Regions from separate parts of the Rattus norvegicus genome. Here all the other regions are linked to region 2. Evidence: chromatin contacts called from public Hi-C data. All regions are on one chromosome and are shown on one strand. Each heading gives the region's core, a stretch centred on a gene start, on an enhancer-like site or on the middle of the called end of the contact. The rest is flanking DNA. Distances are from core to core; before and after follow the strand shown. Region 1 holds the start of Hnrnpf (heterogeneous nuclear ribonucleoprotein F). Region 2 holds the start of Cxcl12 (C-X-C motif chemokine ligand 12). Region 3 holds the start of Zfp637 (zinc finger protein 637).

Evidence for each region. A called contact is a pair of places that touch in the nucleus more often than the background predicts.
Region 1: a contact with region 2 is called in a Hi-C map of hepatocytes, with 2.4 times the contacts expected there. The contact joins the promoter of Hnrnpf here to the promoter of Cxcl12 in region 2. A contact is called at or near these places in 2 of 12 Hi-C or Micro-C datasets (hepatocytes and liver).
Region 3: a Hi-C map of liver shows a contact between it and region 2, with 3 times the contacts expected there. The contact joins the promoter of Zfp637 here to the promoter of Cxcl12 in region 2. A contact is called at or near these places in 12 of 12 Hi-C or Micro-C datasets (the A7r5 cell line, the Rat2 cell line, Schwann cells and 7 more) and 1 of 1 datasets of contacts at active chromatin or transcription factors (oligodendrocytes).

What each region holds. Positions count from the first base shown.
Region 1 is chr4:152,767,015-152,770,326 of GRCr8, forward strand. Hnrnpf (heterogeneous nuclear ribonucleoprotein F) reads left to right here and starts at 1,715. Exons shown (of 3, transcript NM_001037286.1): 1 at 1,715-1,968.
Region 2 is chr4:152,059,314-152,062,751 of GRCr8, forward strand. Cxcl12 (C-X-C motif chemokine ligand 12) reads left to right here and starts at 1,468. Exons shown (of 3, transcript NM_022177.3): 1 at 1,468-1,609. The coding sequence starts at 1,549.
Region 3 is chr4:152,676,333-152,679,528 of GRCr8, forward strand. It overlaps Zfp637 (zinc finger protein 637), which reads left to right and starts at 1,414. Exons shown (of 3, transcript NM_001134908.1): 1 at 1,414-1,466.

The DNA.
Region 1 (3,312 bases), core at 465-2,964, 710 kb after region 2:
TTAAACTCCATATTGAAGTGGAGGTGTCTCTACATGAGCCTCTGTCTCAAAAAATCGATCAAACATGGCCCAGACATTGGCAGTTTTTGCTTTTTTTCAAGTCCCTTGATGGTTATCTATACCAGAAAGATTAGCTCATTTCTCATATTTTGTCCCTTTAGTCCTAAACAGTATTTCTATAAAATTTTACTCAAAAAAAGTTAGAGGTTATTTTTTTTTAAAGTCTTAAGCATTTGCAGCTTATCACCAGCTTTAGTCAATAGTGGGCCATTTTGTTTCATGTTTCTCTCCAGGTTTTGCAAAAAAAAAAAAAAAACTTAGTTACAACATATTTTAAAGTATTTGTATAGTAGTGCTTGCCGGGGTTTTCTCTACAGGTGCTTAGGTCAGAGAACAACTTTTGCCCTTTCTCTTCTGTGGGTCTGTGGATGGTTCTCCACTCAGGTGTCAAACAAGCTAGGTGACTAGTGCCTTGCCCCATTTTTTCTGGGCCCTCAAAAAAAAATGAGAAGTGACTGGATTATTTCAGAGGCCAATTGCTTTGAATTAAGATTTGTGGTTGCCTGTTGGGTGTAGATTTTATAAGGTTCATTTTTTAAAATATTTATTTAACGTATATGAGTACATTGTAGCTGTCTTGAGATACACCAGAATCTGTTAGAAATGGTTGTGAGCCACCGCGTGGTTGCTGGGAATTGAACTCAGTGCTCTTAACTGCTGAGCCATCTCTCCAGCCCCTATAAGGTTCATTTTTATACATATGGGCCAACTTAGGTTTAAAAGTCAAGCACTCCTTCCACTACGGCGATACTAGGGATCCAAACCTAGTCAGCCTCTAGGGCTCTGAGGGAACTCGAGTAGTCCCGGCAGGTCTCGAAATCAGCTTGGCTCTGCCTCCAGAGTGATGGTATTAAAAAAATGTATGTACCATACCGGTCATTAGTTTATGTAAAAAAATTTGAGACAAGGCTAAATGATGGGATTAAAGGCGTGCCGCCACCAAGTCGAGTCGGGAGTTTTTAAAAGTTAGGTTATCGTGGAGTCGGCGGGCAAATGAAAAAAGTGTAGAGTGTCTGCAGGTTTCCATTCTGTACTCCGAGTTGATTTGGTTTTACTTGGCTGAGTCTGTCAACGCTTCGTTGCATTCGCCTTTCCAACTGTAGCGGGTAGTCTGTACTTTGCTCAGGTGGCTCCTTTACCCAGAACTCAGCGAGGAGTCTTCCCCTTTCCTTTCCCTCCTTCCCCCACTTCCGGCGCCGGCCAAACCCACCGTTCGCGGGCCACACCTGCAGGCACGCTTTTCTCATTGGTGACATATTGGCGGGCCCGGCAGGGCACTTCCTCCTCTACACCCCGTGACCCGAGTCCGACTGCCGCTGTAGATCACGCGGCTGCTGCTTCCCGGACTCCGGACTCGAACGCCCGTCTCGGCGTGGTGAGCCCCGCTTCCCGCCCGAGCCCCAGGTTACCGGCTGCGTACTTGACCTGCTCACCTTAGAAGTTTCCCTCTTCGAGCTTTTCCACGCTTCGGCCTGCGCGAGTTCTTACTCCAGCCCTCTTCCCCGCCCTCTGGATCTTCCCCTCCCCCACCCTCCGAGGCTCAGGAGCCTCCCTTCCCCCCGCCCCCGCCCGGAAGCTCCCGCCCGAGCCCGCGCAAGCCCCGGGGCGGACCTTCCTGCCCGGCCGGCGCTCGCTGCGCGGCGCGGTCGACTACCGGGCGAAGGCCGCGGAGCAGCGTCACCTTGCCCTCCGCCCTGCTTCCCGCCAAAACGCTCGTCTCAAGGGGCTCCGCTTCCGCAAAAGCGTTTCCCCTGGTCATTTGAACTTCCATTTCAGGTTGAGAACAAAAAGAAGATGCACCTGGACTTTCCCCGGAGCCCTCTGCGTTTTTAAGGCGTCGGGTGGAGTTGGGGTTCGTAAGCCGCGTTCGTTATTGAAAATAGAAGTCACTTCTACCTTCCTCCCGTGGTAAGTTTCAGAGCAGAAAAAGGCAGCAGCTTTGAAGCCGCGGCTCTCCTGGTCTTAAGAGTAGAACTTTCTGAGTAAGAAAACCTGCCTGGATGCGCTCCCGGCGTTCCGGAGGTTAAAACTCATTTACAAAATGGAGGGAGGATGAGGGCGGGCTCCCAATGAAAACTCCGGCGACTTCCTGGAACACAAAGATGCATAGAGGAGGGTGCAGCAAGGCTCCCACCAAGCGGGCCTGAACAAAAGAACTAGGTGGGTGGCGCTTGAGCCGCCCTGTTTGTTCAGCCGATAAACTTAACTAGTCCAGGATTCAGAGGGCGCACCTCTTTTATCTTACCTGGATCTACCTGAAGGCAGTGAAAATCCAGTTTAACCAGTATCACTGACTGGGTAGCTTGTTAGAAAAAAGTCTCAGCCTGTTTGTTTATTTTAATAGTGCATTTTCTTTAGTGTTTAACTTGTGGAAATGTAGGCCTAGCCTGGCTATAGTATAGGAGTCAGTCGCCCAAAATGATGCAAATGGTTTCAGTAGCGTGTCTTGCAATTAAAATCAAATGTCTGGGTGTTCTAACAGTACTTACAAAGACCCGCCATGCCATCTTCTCTTTTACTGGGCATGTCTCCACAGTTCACATGTTCACGGGTCTCGTGCCAGTGGCTTAATGTAGGTCTAGCTGCTAGCTGCATGCAGTATAGTGTCTCCAGGGAGGCCCACAGGTATTGTCTACCACACTAGAAGTAAAAGGTTGGAAAAAGGGGATCGAGTCATTAGAATTTCATGGACAGGAATATGGTTGAAACTCATTAAAGTGAAGCCCTGTTTCAGGGTCTTTGAAACTATTTTCAAAATGGGTTTTTAGCACCGACACCCCAATATCTTGCATAATTTTGGAAAATGAGACAATGCAACTGCAGTTACCCCTATTTTAAGACAACAGGCAGAATAGCCTACCACATTTCCAAAACGAAGAATGCAGCATAATTTGTCATAGGATTCAACCCCTTTCCTCACCATTTGGGAGAAGCTTTGTCACATAGGTTATGATAAAGCAAAAGGCATTGGAGACCCTTCCCCACCTCCAGCATGGAGAAGATAAATAACAGGAGTGTTTTTTCATTTCCAGAGGAAATTCATGCTGGCCTGGATGCCTATGCTACTGAAAGGGTTGGAAGTCTTGGCATAAAGTGCCCACTAGATCCCTGCTCTATTTAAATTTTAAGTTTCTCCTACATTTAAACTAAGCTTAAATTAGTTCTGCTAAGTTGTTTGCTGATGTCCTCTACCCATGAAAAGATGAAATATAAATAACCAGGAAACCTAAATATGTTGGTCCTAGGGCTACA
Region 2 (3,438 bases), core at 218-2,717:
ACGCTCAGGATAATGCAAAAGCCGATAGAAATGAATGGTTGCCTTCTCTAGAGTGCTACTTTTTAAACACAGGGCCCAGGTCGGCGCTGTTCCAGATTTGAAGCTGAGCCCCTAAAGTGCGCCTGACAAATGAATGGACGCAAAGTGCTTGGCGGAATTGTTTAAGACACTCTCATGTCTGAAACATTTTCCTCTTGACCCCGGCCACCCTTCTTTAGTCCCTAGGTGGAGCCCCAGGCCCAAAGGTCCTGGCCACTTCTTCAAAAATATGATTCCCAGATTGCCCTGAGACAGAGGCAAGTCTCTTTTGTGCACTCCCTTGGGTGAACGTGATAACAGAATCCAAATCGCTAATTGGTTATGTGAGAAAGGCAATGGGAGTGTGGCCAACACTGTATGTGGCAGCAGAAGGTCCAAAGGACGCTGCTCCCAGCCTCTAGCCCTCCAGCTGCGGTCTGCCCCTTCCCCTGTGTCTCCCCACACCCAGGTTGGGGTTGTTTTGGTTGACCAGCGTGGAGTACAACGGTCTATCGGCAGGACTGAGCACCAGTGGGTATATTTGTAAAGACACCAATGACCACCTTCGGAAGCACTCACTCCTGGGCTTCCGAAGTTTTAGGGGTTTTAGGGAGCAGGGGTGTAGGGAACTCTTTCGTCCTTTTTGGAACACTGGACTTTCTTCAGGAAAGGCAGAAAACACTGAAGTTTAAGAACACCCATTAAAACCAGGTACTGAGCGTCACGACGTTTCGCGGGAGTGAGACTCTCAGTGATTTCTCCGTTTCCATTCTGCAGGGTGAGAGCTGTGTCACCTCCCTCCGCCACCCCCCCAGCGTCAGATACCGTTACAGAGGGGAGGTGGCAAAGAAAATTCACCGTACTATATCTGGAAGACCCGCTTGGTCTCTTTGCTGGGCAGCACAGCCCTACGTTAGAATGCATCTTCCCGGGGGTGACTGTAGTGAGACTTTGGCTGGGAGTCCAAGTTATTCTAACTGTAGGTTGCTCCGCGTTGCCCTTAAGCCTAGCTGTCGCCTGCGGCACAGACACCCTGGGAGAGAGGTGGGTCAGTTTGAGGTCCTGGCACCAAAGAAAGGGTTCTCTGGCAACTTTTTTGGGTGCGGCGCAACAGAACCTCGCGCCTGGAACACAGTTTCGCCTCTGGTCCTTACTTGACAGCTTTCGATTTCGACAGCCCCTTAGTTTCTCTATCTGCAGGATGGGAGCATTTGTAGTCCAAGGAGCCCGCCCAAGTTGGGGACTGGGAAGATCAAAGGCCTCGGCACCCAGCGGAGCCGGGGACGCCGAGGGCGCCAAGAAGGGGGTGGGTAGGTAGGGGACTGGAAGGGCGGCTGCTCCGCAGGGGATGCGCGTCAGAGACCCCAGCCACACTTCAGACACGCCCCTTGACGAGCCCCGCCCCGCCTGGTTTTCGGCTCTAAAGCGCCCAGCGCGCGCCTCTAGCTGCCGCACTTTCACTCTCCGTCCACCTCGGTGTCCTCTTGCTGCCCAGCTCTGCAGCCTCCGGCGCGCCCTCCCGCCCACGCCATGGACGCCAAGGTCGTCGCCGTGCTGGCCCTGGTGCTGGCCGCGCTCTGCATCAGTGACGGTGAGTGTAATCTGCGCCCGGTCCCGGGCAAGGCTCGCAGCTCTGTGCCGGAGCTCCTTCGGGTCCGCGGTTCCCCTGCCCGCGCGGGAGTCGCGGAGAAAGAAGTCGTTCCGCGCGGTTCACTGCAAGCGAACTTCAGGCAGCCCACTTTGCAGGGCGCACTCCTTACGGGTGCCCTTTCCCGTGTCCCACGGGTCACACCGAGGTTTTGTGCTCTGCGAAGCGCAGCTGCAGGACCTAGAGAGGGCTGCAGGCGAGGCCCTGCAGGATTGTTGGGCAAGTGTGGGGTCGGCGCGGAATGGAAGCTTGGGCGACGGTGTCCTGGGCTTGGGCCCCGGAGCGCGCCAGCTGCACTCAGCTAGTGTCCACCCGCGCCCAGATGTTCCAGAGGCGAAGGGCAGCGCGGTCCGGGAGTTGACCGTGCAGGAGATTCATTCGGGTGGTGCGTGTGCCAGCAAACTCTTAAAGTAGCTTGGTTTGGCTATAGGTTCGGTGGTGCAGTTGAGTTTCGTCCCCTCAGAGTGTAGCGAGTTCTCTTACAACACCCTCGGGGCCATGAGCAGCGCAGTGCAGCTCTAGAGCTTGCGCCACCAGCCAGGGCTGCGCTTCTGCACAGTTCGTTGGTCCGTAGCGACGCGGACCTGAGCACGCGTCTCTTCGCTGCGCCTTTTTCTTCTTACCGGGGTCACTAGACAAAGGCGCAGCAGTTACTCGAGCTATATGCACACCTCTCCCCAACCCCCAAACACACCTGCAAATGGGCGCTTTTGTAGCCAGCCCCGGAGCCCTCCGCTCTGGAATGAGAGCTGCAGCAGAGTTCAGTCTCCCAGACCCGGGGTGGTGTCTTCTTTCACTGGGAAAGGGCTTTCATTTTGTTTTCTTTTTTTGACACTGAAGAGAAAACTCTCAGCGCTGTTACAAGACACCGTTGCTGCAAAACAAAACAAACCATTGCCTCTGAACACAAAACAAAACCCTACCAGTCGGGCCCCTGCCTTCCTCCGCTGTGTTGTTTCCGAACTGAGGGGCGGTCGGAGCCCTTGGTGAGGCTGCGATCTAAATGCTGCCCCAAGTGCGCCAAAGCGTTGGTTTGGGTTCTTTCCCTGTGAACAACAGGCTACGGAAAGTAGTGGGACCTGCGTTTGTTTGGCTAAGTATGGTTGGAGAGGCTGGACTTGCCTAGTCCGAGGGAAATGTTCAGTAAAAATTTAGTAAATGTTCAGTAAAAGTTCAATAAAAGAATAGTTGCTGATCGGAGGAGTAAAAAAGACAAATGAAAGGCAATTTCGGTTTTTTTTTTCCCTCTGCTACTGAGAACACCTGGGAGGCTGCAACTTCCCACTGGCCCCCAGTGCCTCATCATGGAGCACATTGATTTGGGCATTAATAATTGAATGAGCTGGTGACGTTGCAAGGGTCACAGTCTCTGGCAAACTGTACTGCCTCCTGGGAAGTCAAGTATGAGGCAGGAATGTAGGAACTCGGGTCCTCAAGGCTGGAGTGCAATTGTCCCGAGTAATTGGGGTGTCTCACCCCCAGACATATTCTTACTCTAGGAAGCGTCGGACTCTTGACTTCTCTGCAACCAAGTGTCTGGATCAGACCTGTTCTCTAGGCAGGACTCCGTTGCATTGCCCAGATGAACTTTTTCTTTACCTCCTAGCGCCTGTGTGCCCTCCGGTCCTGCACAGCCCTCGAGTTGCAGCATGGCTAACCTTGTTGTGGTTCCTATGTTTCCCCATCAGCGGATCCAACTCAGCAGCTAGACATTAGGCACCCTAGGCTTCCTTGCTTAAACCCAGGACAGCAAGCTTCCCAGGCCTGTTAGA
Region 3 (3,196 bases), core at 164-2,663, 620 kb after region 2:
TTTAAGATCTGGGCAAAGACTGTATGTCTGGGGACTCTAATCTTTCAAACCCAATCCTAGTCACTCTATCAAATGAATCTGTAAGATGGTGTGTAGTTAATAATGCCTGCTGTCAAGTCCGATGACCTGAGTTCTATCCCCTGTAGGAAGGGGCAGGCCCACTCATACCAATGATTCTTTGGCCTCCACAAGTTTAGCAAGGCATCCCTCACATCCACACACACTAAACAAAATGGGATCAGTTTTTTCAAAATATAAGTGTACCCATATCCCCAAGGCTGTTTAAGAGAAGCTTTGCAGATTTATGAAGGAAATGTGATTTATTGTCTCCCCTGACGGCCCCCTCTTCCTACCAAAGCTTTCTCAACTATTTCCTTGGCAAGATCTGAAATTTGTCCTAATCCCACATCTGGTCTCACAGAACAGAGATATCCTGTGAAGTCAAATGTTTCGTCCAGTCTGACATTGGTAATTCTGGGGAAAGAACAAGGGAACTGCAAGGGGACACATTTCTTATGGTCTCTTTCATTCAATAGGATAGATAACTAAGTCCACTAAGGGAGGAGTCTGGAGGAGGCGCACTCAGGGCTCCAGGGTGAGACTAGTGTCCTAATAGAAAAGCTATTAAGGGCTGGAGAGATGGCTCAGCCGTTAAACCGAAAATATAAGAAAGTCTATTAGAAATGCATATACATAAGTGCAGTCGATGGACGTTTACGGCATTTTAAGAGAGCTTTTATTTTATGGATGTTCAATAGCATCCACGCCCTTTCCAGAGCCAAGGACTGAGCTACCCAACTGCTGGAGCTCTAGCAGCTCCTTGGAAGAGGGCTACTCTCCCATCTTCTCGGTAACTTTTAGAGGGTTCAAATCTCAACCCTTGGGTCACACTTCGTCAGTTAAGAAGGAAATGTTAAGTGTCAACTCAGGGAATACTGTTTCCTCGAGTTAGTTCCCTTGGCTCGAAAGTCTTCCGAGCCCGCGTAGGTGCCCTGTGGGGTCCTGGAGCTGTCGGTCCAGGGCTCCCCACAAGTGAGATCCCCGCCCTGGGTCGCGCAACTGTCCGGGTAGTACCTAAACTCCGAAGCACTACAGTGCCTTCTCCATCTTTTGGGTGAAAAAAACTTATTACTCAGACCAGAGAGTGCTCCTGATTCTTTGTCCAAAATACTTGCTCCCGGCTTCTGAGCCCTACAGAGAACCCTGAGTCTTCTGTAGTTTAACGCCACAAGCTTCCCTAAGCTTTAACTACCGCTCCTCCACAGGACGGCGCTCCCCTCCAACCAGAACCAGCCAGCGCCCGGCCAGCGATCTTGGTTTCTGCCGCGGCACCGCGGCGACGCTTCCCATAGTGCCTCAAGGCACGCGCAGGCTCCTGGGAGTTGTGGTCCGGCGACGCGCAGCATTGCAGCGGCTGCTACGGGCTCGACGCCGGCTTTGTCTGTCTGCGGGCGCGCGCCGCTGCGGTGAGTGAGGCTGAGGCCGGGTCTGTCGCCCGAGAGAGGGGGCTGTATCTTGAGCCTGCCGCTCCGGCCAGGGCACGCGAGCAGACCAGGCCGGCCGCCCGGGCCAAAATCGCCAGCCGCAGACAAGGATGCGCTGGTCGGAGAGCGGGTGGGCCGCGGTCTGCTGCGGAAGGGCCTTGCTGCGATGTCGGGGTCCTGGGGACTGGAGCCCCGCGAGCGTGGGAGGGGCCACAGGAATGTCCAGCTAGGCCTGGAAATGCAAAGTCCGCGCCTAGGGAGCTAAGAGGGAGTGGCGTTCAGCGTGGGGGGTAATTCATCCTCACCCAAAAGCTCCTAATACCTCCTTAGATTTCTGCCAAACCCTACAGATCACCATGTTTTTCCTCCAGCCCCTCTCTCCTGAAAAAGCACCATTTTAGGTCTTGGATGTGTAGGGCGTGTCTCAAATGTAAGAGATCCCTCACTTTCTGGTCATCTGTTCTTCTGAGAGCTGTCTAATGAGAGAGTGTTAACTTGTTTACTAAGTGAAGTAACTGGAGTCGGGGCTGTTAGGCTGTTTTGCTCCAGGTCAATCACCGAGAGAAATAAGACAAAAATCCAAGTCTGTCAGAACCGAATTCTGAGCCGTGATAACATTTCTGATAGGAAAAAGCAGCGGTTTGTGCTATGAAACCACTCTCTTCCAATGTCCTCAGGAATTTGATTGCTCTGTCTTGACAATCTCCTGTTGTCAGTTGCCCTGTTATTAATCAGGGAGATCTGGAGACACAGCTGGCTACCTCTTAGCAGGTAGAGAGGTTCAGGTACATACTGTGCTCACTTATTTTGACTTAACCATGTTCTCTAGACACTCCAGAGACAAAAGTCCAACCCCAGGAGGTACCATGTGCTTTTCTTTGTGGATGTGCAAGAGGGGCTGGGGAGGGGTTGTTGGTTTTATTTTATTTATTTATTTTTTTTCCCGGAGCTGGGGACCGAACCCAGGGCCTTGCGGTTGCTAGGCAAGCGCTCTACCACTGAGCTAAATCCCCAACCCGTTGGTTTTATTTTTAATCAAAAATATCTTGGGGTTGGGGATTTAGCTCAGTGGTAGAGCACTTGCCTAGCAAGCACAAGGCCCTGGGTTCGGTCCCCAGCTCCAAAAAAAAAGAAAAAAATATATCTTTACTTCAAACTGAATGCATTTGGAGCATGACAAGGGACCCCTGTGTTCCAAGTTGGAAGTGAATCCTTCAAAGATTTCTTTTTTTTTTTTTTTTTTTTTTTTTTTTGTTCTTTTTTTTCGGAGCTGGGGACCGAACCCAGGGCCTTGTGCTTCCTAGGTAAGCGCTCTACCACTGAGCTAAATCCCCAGCCCCCAAAAGATTTCTTGTCATTAGGATTTATAACTGAATGGATAGACGGGTTCACCTCTTGGTTAATAAAATAGAAAAGTGTACCATCAGATTGCTAATTCATTAAACTCGGAGTCCAGCATTTTGATTGGCCATACTGGAACAAAGATTATACTGTACCACTTCCTAAATACAGTGTAAATTCAGGAATTTGATCCTTAAATAAGCAATCCACAGAGGGGGGAAAAAGTGATGGTTTGGGTTTAGAGTCTACTAAGAATTGCCAGAAGGTAACAAGACCGCCTTTGTTAGGTCCCTGTAACTTCAGGGGAACTGGAAAGGAGGCCTGATGCTATTCCTTCATAACACGGGTCAGGAGGGCTGAAGTGCTGACTT